Linked DNA regions of Mus musculus: region 2 is linked to region 1. Evidence: chromatin contacts called from public HiChIP or PLAC-seq data. All regions are on one chromosome and are shown on one strand. The core of a region is the stretch at or near the end of the contact, and the rest is flanking DNA. Distances in the headings are between cores, read along the strand shown.

Evidence for each region. HiChIP or PLAC-seq counts read pairs in DNA pulled down with a chosen protein or histone mark.
Region 2: a contact with region 1 is called in an H3K27ac HiChIP or PLAC-seq map of embryonic stem cells, with 4 times the contacts expected there. The contact joins two enhancer-like sites. A contact is called at or near these places in 2 of 39 promoter capture datasets (the 3T3-L1 cell line and embryonic stem cells), 1 of 15 datasets of contacts at CTCF or cohesin (large pre-B cells) and 2 of 115 datasets of contacts at active chromatin or transcription factors (craniofacial prominence and embryonic stem cells).

The regions. Positions count from the first base shown.
Region 1 is chr11:51,783,597-51,788,636 of GRCm38.p6, forward strand. It overlaps Sar1b (secretion associated Ras related GTPase 1B), which reads left to right. Exons shown (of 7, transcript NM_025535.2): 5 at 4,554-4,657. Among named protein-coding and RNA genes, the nearest start is that of Sar1b, 22 kb to the left of the region's middle. Within about 2 kb of position 2,270, at least 6 of the 459 cell types and tissues checked have an H3K27ac peak or open chromatin away from gene starts, as enhancers often do. A contact at or near this core is called in embryonic stem cells, where this site is marked.
Region 2 is chr11:52,338,135-52,343,634 of GRCm38.p6, forward strand. No RefSeq gene overlaps it. Among named protein-coding and RNA genes, the nearest start is that of Gm51894, 18 kb to the right of the region's middle. Within about 2 kb of position 2,572, at least 73 of the 459 cell types and tissues checked have an H3K27ac peak or open chromatin away from gene starts, as enhancers often do. A contact at or near this core is called in embryonic stem cells, where this site is marked.

The DNA.
Region 1 (5,040 bases), core at 1,020-3,519:
TGTGGGTCACATGGTACAGCACAAGTAGCAAATGCTCCAGACCTAAAGGCCCCCTAAAGCCTGGTGTTAGTGTGGGGTGCCAACCCACAGTGCTGATGCTGTGTGAGGGCATACCACCTCACATGGGCTTCATTCCCAGCTCCATAAATAATAATAATAATAATAATAAGGTATTTTTAAAGCCTGTGACATATATTTGGAAAAGACTTTCAGTGGCTGTGGCTAGTGAAAGCACATTTAAGACACATGTGTTAATCTCTGGGGTATAAAGATTAGAGAATTAGAATCTAGAGCTGGGAGGATGGCTTGGTGGGTCAGAGTGCTTCCCTTGCAAACCTGAAAACCAAGTTCAATTCCAGCATTCACAGCGAAAGGAGAGAGCAGACTTCACGGGCTATCCTCTAAACTCCACAAGTTGCTCTGCACGCACACACTTGTACTCACAGGTACATCATTAGTAATACTACTACTAATAATATACATAGATAAAATATAGAATCAAATGGAGTTTGCTTGAAATTTCATCTCTACAATATTTTTCAGCTAGGCCATAAAGCTCAAGTCATTAGTTACTTCTCATCAGAGTAGTCTAAAAATTGTTTTCTCAGGCTGGAGAGTTAAGAGCACTTGTTATTCTTCCAGAGGCCCACATGGCTAATTGACAACTGTCTTTAGCTCCAGTTCTAAGGGCTCTGGTGTCTTCTGACTTCCACAGGAACCAGGTACACACAGTACACATACATACATACATACATACATACATACATACATACATGCAGGCAATACACGCATGCACATAAAATAATAAAATTTATTTTTTAAGAATAAAAATTGAGCCTGTGGTGATGGTGCCCACCTTTAATCCTAGCACTCAGGAGGCAGAGGGCAGCCTGTTCTATAGAGTGAGTTCTAGGACAGCCAAGGATGTCCCTGTTCCAAAACCCTGTCTCAAGAAAAAAAATTACCTTCCTGATTTTTTTTTTTTTTTTTTTTTGGTTTTTCGAGACAGGGTTTCTCTGTGTAGCCCTGGCTGTCCTGGAACTCACACTGTAGACCAGGCTGGCCTCGAACTCAGAAATCCGCCTGCCTCTGCCTCCCGAGTGCTGGGATTAAAGGCGTGTGCCACCACGCCCGGCTTTACCTTCATGATTTTTTTATAGACTTTAGTTAATTAATTTTTAATAAAAAATCAAAGAATTATTTGTAAAAAGTCTTTGATACATATATACATATAATTTTACCACTTATTAAAGATTAAGGCAAATTTGCATACTAATAAGATGGCTATATTTGCTTGTTTTTACATAAAGAATTAAATGATAGCTGAATATTTTTACTGTGAGACAGAATCTGTAACATTTTTCAAATTCCCTTTTTTTTCTGAGACAAGGTTTCTCTGTGTAGCCTTGGCTGTCCTGAAACTCGCTCTCTAGATCAGACTGGCCTCAAACTCAAGACCCACGCCAGGCCTGGCTCTTTCTTTCTCTTTTTAAGATTTATTTACTTTTATATGTTTGGGTGTTTAATGATTTAATGATTTTTACCCTCTTTTTATGCAACCGCAATCAGCAACTTAAGTAAAAGGGTTTTTTTGTTTTTTGTTTTTTTGTTTTGGATTTATTTATTTATTATATGTAAGCACCCTGTAGCTGTCTTCAGACACACCAGAAGAAGGCATCAGATCTCATTATGGGTGGTTGTGAGCCACCATGTGGTTGCTGGGATTTGAACTCGGGACCTTCAGAAGAGCAGTCAGTGCTTTTACCCGTTGAGCCATCTCGCCAGCCCTAAGCAACAGTTTTTAAAATAAGTCATTCAAAAACAGTACAATGCAGAGCTATATTAGTTTGATACTTACATTCTGAGAAACGGTGGTAGGAAAATATTGAAAGTCTTTGCTTTCTGAAATTAAACCATATCTTTCTTTCTTTTTTTATAAATTTATTTCATGTGCATTAGTATTTTGGCTACATGTATGTCTATGTGAGGGTGTCAGATCCTCTGGAACTGGAATTACACACAGTTGTGAACTGCCGTGTGGGTGCTGGAAACTGAGTCAATCCAGGTTCCCTGGAAGAGCAGCCAGTGCTCTTAACCACTGAGCCACCTCTCCAGCCCGTTATGTTTCTAGAAGAACAGAAAACTGTCTGCACAGCTAAGACCTTGCAGTTCCTCACATGGTAGTCGGGAATCCGAGCCAGGGCATCTGAAGCAGTGTTGCTTGGAGCTGTGTGGTGTGATGTGCCCAGTACATGTTCATGTGGTTGCACCAAGACTGCGGGGAAGCCAAGTGCTGCAACAGACGCACGTGAGCCAGCAGTGCCGGAGACACACCAGAATCAAGGCGCTCCGGTTTTTTAGTTTGTTTTTGTTCTTGAACATTCAGAAACCTTTGACTGTTATCAGATTTTTCTTGACCTACATTTTAAGAACCTGAAGAATGGGCTGGAGAGCGGGCAGAGTGGTTAAGAGCACTGAATGCACTGACCGGCTTTAATTCTCTCACTTACGTGATGCCTCCCAACCTTCTGTAACTCCAGTTCCAGGGGATCTGATGCCCTCTGCTGGCCTCTGTGGGGACTGCATGCACGTGGACAGACACACATACATACCAGCACAACTCATACACATAAAATAAAAACATTTAAAAAGCTGGGGTAAAATGCATGTGTACCAGGAATTCCCCAGGAAAGGGATAGAAAAAAATAAGTGAGATATCAGATCCCAGTTTTTCCACTCTGATGAAAATGGAAACTTAGGGCTGGAGAGACGGCTTAGTGGTTGAGAATGCTTGTTGCTCTTGCAGAGGACCTAGGTTCAAGTCTTAGCAACCACATGGAGATTCACAGCCACCCATAGCTCCAGTTCCAGGGAATCCAGCTCCTTTTGTTCTTCTTGGCTCCCAGGCACATATGCGCTGCATAGACACGTATGCAGGCAAGCACTTATGCATAAAAAGTGCAATAAATCCAAGAAAACTGTCACCTCTCAAATGCAAAGAGCTCGATGAATACCAAGCACAATGTGATGCAAACAACACTAAAGCCCCAGAAATGAAAGTGCTCGGGCCATTAACTGAGAAGAACACCTAGAGGAGGGAAGCAGAAAGACATGGGGCCCGCAGAGATCGCAGCTAAGAGAGAGGAAAGCATATCAGGCCAGGAGGTGGCTCAGTAGCCGTGGGCGCTTGCTGCCGAGTTGAGTATAAGGAGAGAGCAGACGCCCAACATTTGTTTTCTGACTTCCACACGTGCTTCCCCCCACTCTCACACACAGAAATAAGAAATCAAAGCAGAGAAGCAGCACATTTGTCATGAGAAACAAGGTAAGCTTGAAGACAGTGGAGAAATGTTTCTCTACTACTGAAAGAAAATGCTTTTTGTTTAGATTTACTTACTTGAGTATTTTTCACACATGCTTGTCTGTGTACCTCGTGTGCCTGGTGCCCTCAGGGTCAGAAGAGGGCATCGGATTCCCTGGGACTAGAGTTAGAGATGATTGTGAAAAGCTAGTGGGTGCTGGGACAAAGCCTTGGTCCTCTGGAGGGAGGAGCATCCAACTTAAGCACGGAGCCATGGCTCCAGCCTCCATTTGAATGCTCTCAGAGTTGAGGAAGAAATGTTCTTACAAGGCTATATGTTGACCATTTTGTCCCTAGCTGGTGGCACTATTTAGAATATTTTCATTAATTAAATTTGTTTTCTGGGGCTGGTGAGATGGCTCAGTGGGTAAGAGCACCCGACTGCTCTTCTGAAGGTCCGAAGTTCAAACCCCAACAACCACATGGTGGCTCACAACCACCCATAATGAGATCTGACTCCCTCTTCTGGAGTGTCTGAAGACAGCTACAGTGTACTTATATATAATAAAAATAAATAAATCTTTAAAAAAAATTGTTTCCTGTTTTGAATACAACAGTTTGTAACTTGCCAAGCTTGTACTTGGCACTAACACCCATCTGTTGTTGATTTCATACTTACCACTTAAACTTCAGAAATGAGAAATGTCAAAAAATACTGCACTTACACACACACACACACACACTGCTTAAATTAGTTGATGAGAGTTTATAGTGGTTTTCTAGTGACCTTAATAATGAGAGTCACTGTGTCTGTGAGTGTACACATGTGTGTGCAGCCTGTGTGCAGGCACCTGTGGAAGCAGAAGAGGGTGTTGGGTCCCCTCCCCTGCAACTGGAGTTGCAGGCAGTTGTGATCCACCTGATGTGGGTTTTGGGGACCAAGCTGCGGTCCTCTGGGAGAACAGGAAGCACTCTTAAGCACCGAGCCATTTCTCCTGCTCCTAACTCTATTTCTTAATGGGGAAGAGTAAAGGATTTCATTGCCCCGAATCACGGAGAGTCTGACATTTGTTTTGGTTTTCTGGGGAAGATTTGGTACTAAAGTCTTTGGCAAAAAATGCAGTTGGCTGTACAGTAAAATAGCAGCCAAAGGGAGACGCCAGTACACTGGAGGCCTTGTTGGACTCTTCCATCAAACCATCCGCTAGGTTTGACCAACACATAAATCCTAACTCCTGATTGTTTTTGTTAGCCCGAAGAGTATGGAAAAACTACCTTCCTGCTATCAATGGCATTGTATTTCTTGTGGATTGTGCAGACCATGAAAGGCTGTTAGAATCAAAAGAAGAACTTGATGTAAGTTGAATAATTAAACTAAACACAGTGAACTCCCTCTGGGCAGCCTGATGATAGTTGCAGTTGGAGTTGTCGGAGAGCAACTCTCAGCTTTGTCTGAGGAAGCGCCTGACTGGGTCAGGGATGGTCTGAGCTGGTGCTGACTGTTAGAGTGCGAGGGAGTAGAGTCCACTGGCTGTGGCTAGTGAGGAAGTGCTAACAGGAGCACCTCTGAAGACCGAGCTCACCCTCTCCAGAGTGTGCTCTGCATGTGTGTGCATGCCTGTTGAGTCCTGCCGCCGTCGCAGGATTCCAGCCCTTCAGCAGTTGTCCAGCCATCTTTGTGACCACTTCCAGAAGGAAGTAGGAGCATGGTCACTCCCTCTGCACCCCTCCCTCTAGGT
Region 2 (5,500 bases), core at 1,322-3,821, 550 kb after region 1:
TATAAGCCTTGCCCTCTGGAGATCAGTCATCCTCAGCTACAAGATGAGTCTGAGGCAAGCCTGGGCTCCATGAGACCTTGTCTTGAAACAACAGATTTGGAAAAAAGGAAGAAAAAGTGGTGCAAAAATGTGTTCCTTGCTGTAGGGGGGATTCACTGGCAAACAGGTCTAGGGCACCTATGGGGTTTCTTCTTCTTTCTATTCTTACCCTGTTTTGACACTTATCTCTAACATAATTGTAAACTCCCCAGAGCCTGTGACAAAGTTATGTTACTCAGCAAACAGAGATTTACAGATATAGGGAAGCTCAGGTCTTAGAGAGAGGCCATTCCCCAAGCAGGCTCAGTGACATTGCTGGAATCACAGCAGAAGCTGAGCCTGGCTGGAGATGTGCTGGCGTGGGGACTGGGATCACGTCAGGAGCCAAGGAATGACAGCAGAGGCCAGCAGTGAAAAAAGGCAAGGCCACAGAAAAGAGAGCCATGGCTGCTGGAGAGAGAGGCACAGCCACTGAAGAGAGCCGCTGAAAAGCCACTGCTCTATTGGTGCCTTGGCTAGGACCTCAGTCCTCTAGGTGGTGAGGGGTGTACTCCTGTCTGTCTGTTACATTGGGATGTGAAGCCAACACCCTAGGACAGACATGCATGTGCACACTCACACACACATACACATGCATGCATGCACACACGCACGCACACACGCACACATGCATGCACGAAAGCATATGCATTTGGTGAGGATAGCACATGGTGCACATGTGGAGGTCAGAAGACAACCTCCAGAAATCTGTTCTCGCCTTCTACCATGAGGATCTGGTTGTCAGGCTCCGTGGCACGTGCCTTTATGTGATGTGCCATTTTGCTGGTTGGAACCTGTAACTTTATTCATTGTGGGCTTCGTGGAAGTTCAGCCCATGATCTGACTGAAGACGTCAAGGCACAGGGCTGTGCAGAGTTCATTCTGTTGGGAGTTGCTGGACCCTTTGGTCCTAGCAGCAGTTCATTCACCAAATGCTTCAGTCTGGGCCCTGCCATCTGTCTAGAGTAGGCTGAGGGTGTCTCCAAGGAAGATGAGCTTACAAGGAGTCAGCCATGTGTGGGGCTGGTCTCTTCTGTGTGCTAACCCTCAAAATGACACCGGGAGGCAGTGTTGACTGGGTGGACAGAAGGGCCAGTGATGGGTGCACAGTGTGGGTACCAGTTACTTCTACAAACACACAGACCAGCAGAGCTCACACATGGCGTGCATACAGTGAAAACACACACGGGTAACGAGGTGCACACACAACCTGCACAGATCACATATACACATATAGCTTCACATACAGGTGCACAGAGAGATGTGTACACAGAGATGTACACAGCCGCGCACACCTCATGTGCCACGGAGCTACGGTCTGTGGAAGACAGATGTGCATTGTAGGAGCTAAGATGGCAGCTAGCTGGGCAAAGCTTTGTGAGTTCAAGGACACCCCGGGGGCTTTCCTGTGGGCCCAGCAGCTGGGGACGCAGGCAAGAAATATGGCTCAGGTCTTTCACTGGTGGGGAGCAGACACCCGGATGTTGGCTGCCGTTGGTGGGGGCCGTTGGCGCACACCTGTGCCATGTAAGCTGAGCAAGGGTGGGAAGGAACAGAGTTCCCGTGCAGATGTCCCGCCAGCAAGAGGGGGTGACCTTGAAGCTTAGGTTCCAAAGTGCAACTCAAGTTGATCCTAGAGCAGACCCCCAGGAGGGAAGGGGAGACTGGGTGGGATCCAGAAGAGCGCCTGCCGTGCAGTGCTTTAGAAAGGCACCGTCTGCTCAGCTTTTTCTTTCTTATTTTATCTTACACGTTATTATTGTGTTAGGAAGCACGCCTACTATGGGGACATGTGCGGAGGTCAGAGGACAGCTCTGTGGAGTTGGTTCTCTCCTTCCACTTTTTATGATCTCGGGGACCAAACTTCAGTCACCAGACCTGGGCAGCAATCGCCTTTAGCCGCTGAGCCATCTTGCAGACCCCTGCTTCAGCATTATCATCTCTGAAATGGGCTAATGAAGATACCTCCCTCTGGGGATGCAGGGAGGATTGGATGAGATTGGGAGCCACTGCTTTGCTCAGTTCCTAAGGACTAAAAAATGGTGGCCTTTAACAAAAGCCTACCCATCCCCATCATGAGTGCGCCATCAGAATGAGAATGAGGAGCTGTTGGCAGCGAAAGTCCTCATTCTATAGTCACCTCCCACCAGGCAATTGAATCCTGCTCTGAGTGAGTTAGTTCCTGGCCCTGGTGTGGTCCAAAGCTGAGCTGCTCCTAGTCTGGCTTGTTGTGTGTCCTTGAGTAGTTGCTCTGCCTTTCTGAACCCCGGCGGCCTCATCCACTCTAGCATAACTGCCTGTGAAGAACAAATAAGATGGTGCATCTAAAACTATCAGGCGAGACCAGGAATCAGCCGGGAGCTACAATGGTTCAGGCTTTGGAATATCACTCTATAGGCTGTCTGCCGGCCACCACCCTTCAGACTGCCACTCACAGGTGCCCGTGAAGGCTGCCGAGAGGCAGTCCCCATCAGCCTGTCTCCTACACCCACACACTCTGTGTGGAGACCACAGGCGCCCAAAGGGTATGCTAGTCTCTGCTCTACCGCGTACCCTCTCCTGAAGGCAGGCATTTCAGAGATTCCAGTTTCACCAGGAAGCTCAGATCCAACAGGTCAGTTGGACAGGACCTGACTGCACACCCTGGAGACAGCCCGTGCTAGATGGGCCAAGCCTGTCCCTTGGGGCAGGACATCTAGCCTGGGCCTGTGAACTAAGGGATGGAGATAAATTTGCACTAGGGGCTTGCATCAACTTAATCCATTCCCACCCATGTAAGGAATTCTGGAGCCACTGAATGAGAAGCCTGGCCCTACCTGGGCCTAGTTATCCTCAAAGAAACGCTACCCAGCGTGAGTGGCGGTGGCCATGGCTCCGGCCCCTCAAAGCGGTGAGCAGACAGCCTTGCTGCTGAGTGTCCCCCTCCCCCGCCCTGCCCTGACTCATCCAGAAAGCACGTGGCCACAAGAGACTCTGTCCTTTGCCTTGGGTTTCTGCTCCCCACTCAAACAACCTTGTTTTCAAGTGAAAACCCACAGAGCGCTCTCCCCGGCTCTGATCCTCCAAACAAACAAAGGATGTTGGTCTGTGTTTTGGTTTGTTTTGAAGCTGCAGAAGAGAGAGGGAAATGGGTCACCTCAGGAACTCCAAGGGTGGTGGCTGAGGGGTGTGTGGTGGCCTTGGGGGGGGGGGTGGTGCCTAGCTCCAGAGCACTGTTTGGCAAGGTCACCCTGGGTGGGCCCTAATCCTCAGGGAATGACCCCCCCAGGATGCTCTGACCTGGGTGGGGGTCCTTATGGGGCTCCAGGATAGGACCACATGGGGAAGGCAGCCGGCTGGGGTCCTAGGCAAGACTCAGAGATCCTTTGCCAGGTGATCAAGCAAAGCTTGTCTTTCTCTGAAATTCAGTTTCCAGGCTACCAGGCTCAGCCCTGACCCCAGCTGCGGGAACCTGGGGCCACTGGGGACACACTGTCAGGCCTGAGGCCGGCTTCCTGCTTCTTTCCGATACTCTGCAGAGGCCCCCACAGTACCTAGGACCCAGGTTTTATGGCTGTGCCCTTTTGGGGTCTGTGGCTGTTCCTCCAAAGTGCTTTAACCTCTTCCCTTCTTGCCCATGTGGCAATCCGGATGGCAGCCAGCCCCTGAGGGATTTGTTTTTTGAGGCGAGGTCTCAAGGAACCAGGATTAGCCTGAATCTCACTGTGTAGCCAAAGATGAACTATACAGTCTGATCGTTCCGTTCCCACCTCCCAAGTGCTGGCAACACTGGCGTGGACCACCACACCCTGGTAAACAGCACTGGGGTTTGAACCCAGAGCTTTGTGCGTGTTAGGCAAACACTCTACCAACAGCTGCATCTCCAGCCATTTGTTAGTTTTACCATAGGTCTTACACGTAGCCCAGGGTGGCCTTGAACTCATGGGGATCCTCCTGCCTCAGCCTCCCCAGTATTAGTGTTAGGCATAAGTCTGCCCAATGGTTCATGCTCAGCTCAAGTCAGTGTTTTGGCGTGTGTGTGTGTGTGTGTGTGTGTGTGTGTGTGTGTGTGTGTGTCCTTAATTCTTATTGTGAAAGAGACATAGCTCGTTTGGGCAAGATACACAGCCTTGTTTTGCACATTATATAGAGAGGCTCCCAGGCCTCCCTGCTGAGTCCTTGGCCAGTTAAAGTAAAGCAGGCAGAAGCCTCCTGAGGACCCATTTCTCACTTTGGAGATGTCATAGTGAACTCTGGGTGCTGCCGTCAGAGAAGACATCTCATTGATGAGCAAAAGATAATATGGAGAGCCCAACCTGGGCCTTTTTGGGGGTTCCCCTGGCACTGGAAGGGCTGTGATGACACCATTTGCTTTCCCCCTGGCTGTCGTAGGTGTGTGGGCAGGTGCTTTGGGAGGAGGGGGCTCTGCAGCACATCCGCCCACCCCACTGATTCCACAGGAGCAGAATTGAAAACACCCCTGAGTGGACATCTTGGTAAAGCCACGAGTGAACAGCGAGTGGGGGCGTACACCTGTAATCCCAACACTTGGGAGGTAGAGGCAGAGGCAGGTGCTTCTCTGTGAGTTGGAGGCCAGCCTGGTCTACAGAGTGAGTCCCAGGACAGCTAGGACTACCCAGAGAAACACTGTTTCAAAAAACAAAAACAAAAACAAAAACAAAAGCAAAAAGTCACAAGTGGAGCCAACCAGGTGTCTATGGTGCACAGCTGTAATCCCAAAACTTGGGAGATAGAGGCAGTCGGATCAGGAATTCAAAATCAGGAGGTCAGCGTGCAATACACGAGACACTAACTCATAAAAAGCCAAATAGGATGACGGGATGTCAGCAAGAAAAGGGGCTTGTCCCACAAGCCTGGTGACCCGTGTTCCATCCCCCCAAACCATGCAAAGGTGGGAGGGGAAAATTGACTTTAGAAATTCCTCCGTCTTCCGCAGGAGTTCTCCATGCCCCCTCCTCCTCCCCTCCCTCTCCCTCTCCTCCCCTCCCCCCCCCATAGTAGTTATAAAATTCTTAAAAAGCTAAACAAACAAACAACCCACCTCAGTGGCCAGAGGCTAGTGAGGACTCCCAGGTTCACCCTCTCTCTTACCGTTTGGGCACCAGGAAGAAGAAATCCCTTCTCTTTGGTCATCTTCTAGCGCCACCTGGTGGCCAACTTTTCAAATAGCAACGGCGCTTTCAATAGACTTGGTCAGAGGGAGCTTCAACAAATGCAGTCAAGGCAAAAATGGTCTTTGGGGCAAGGGCCAGCTATGGTAGCGCTTCCCCCAGATGATTTCAACATGAGCCAGGGTGGAGAGTCGCTATGATACCATAGGTAGGTTTTTTGTTTCTCTAAACACCAGCAAGGAAGGGTGAGTGCGATGGATGGGAGACACCCCAGGCGCCTTCCACAGAGCTTTACTTCGCTGGTGTGGAAT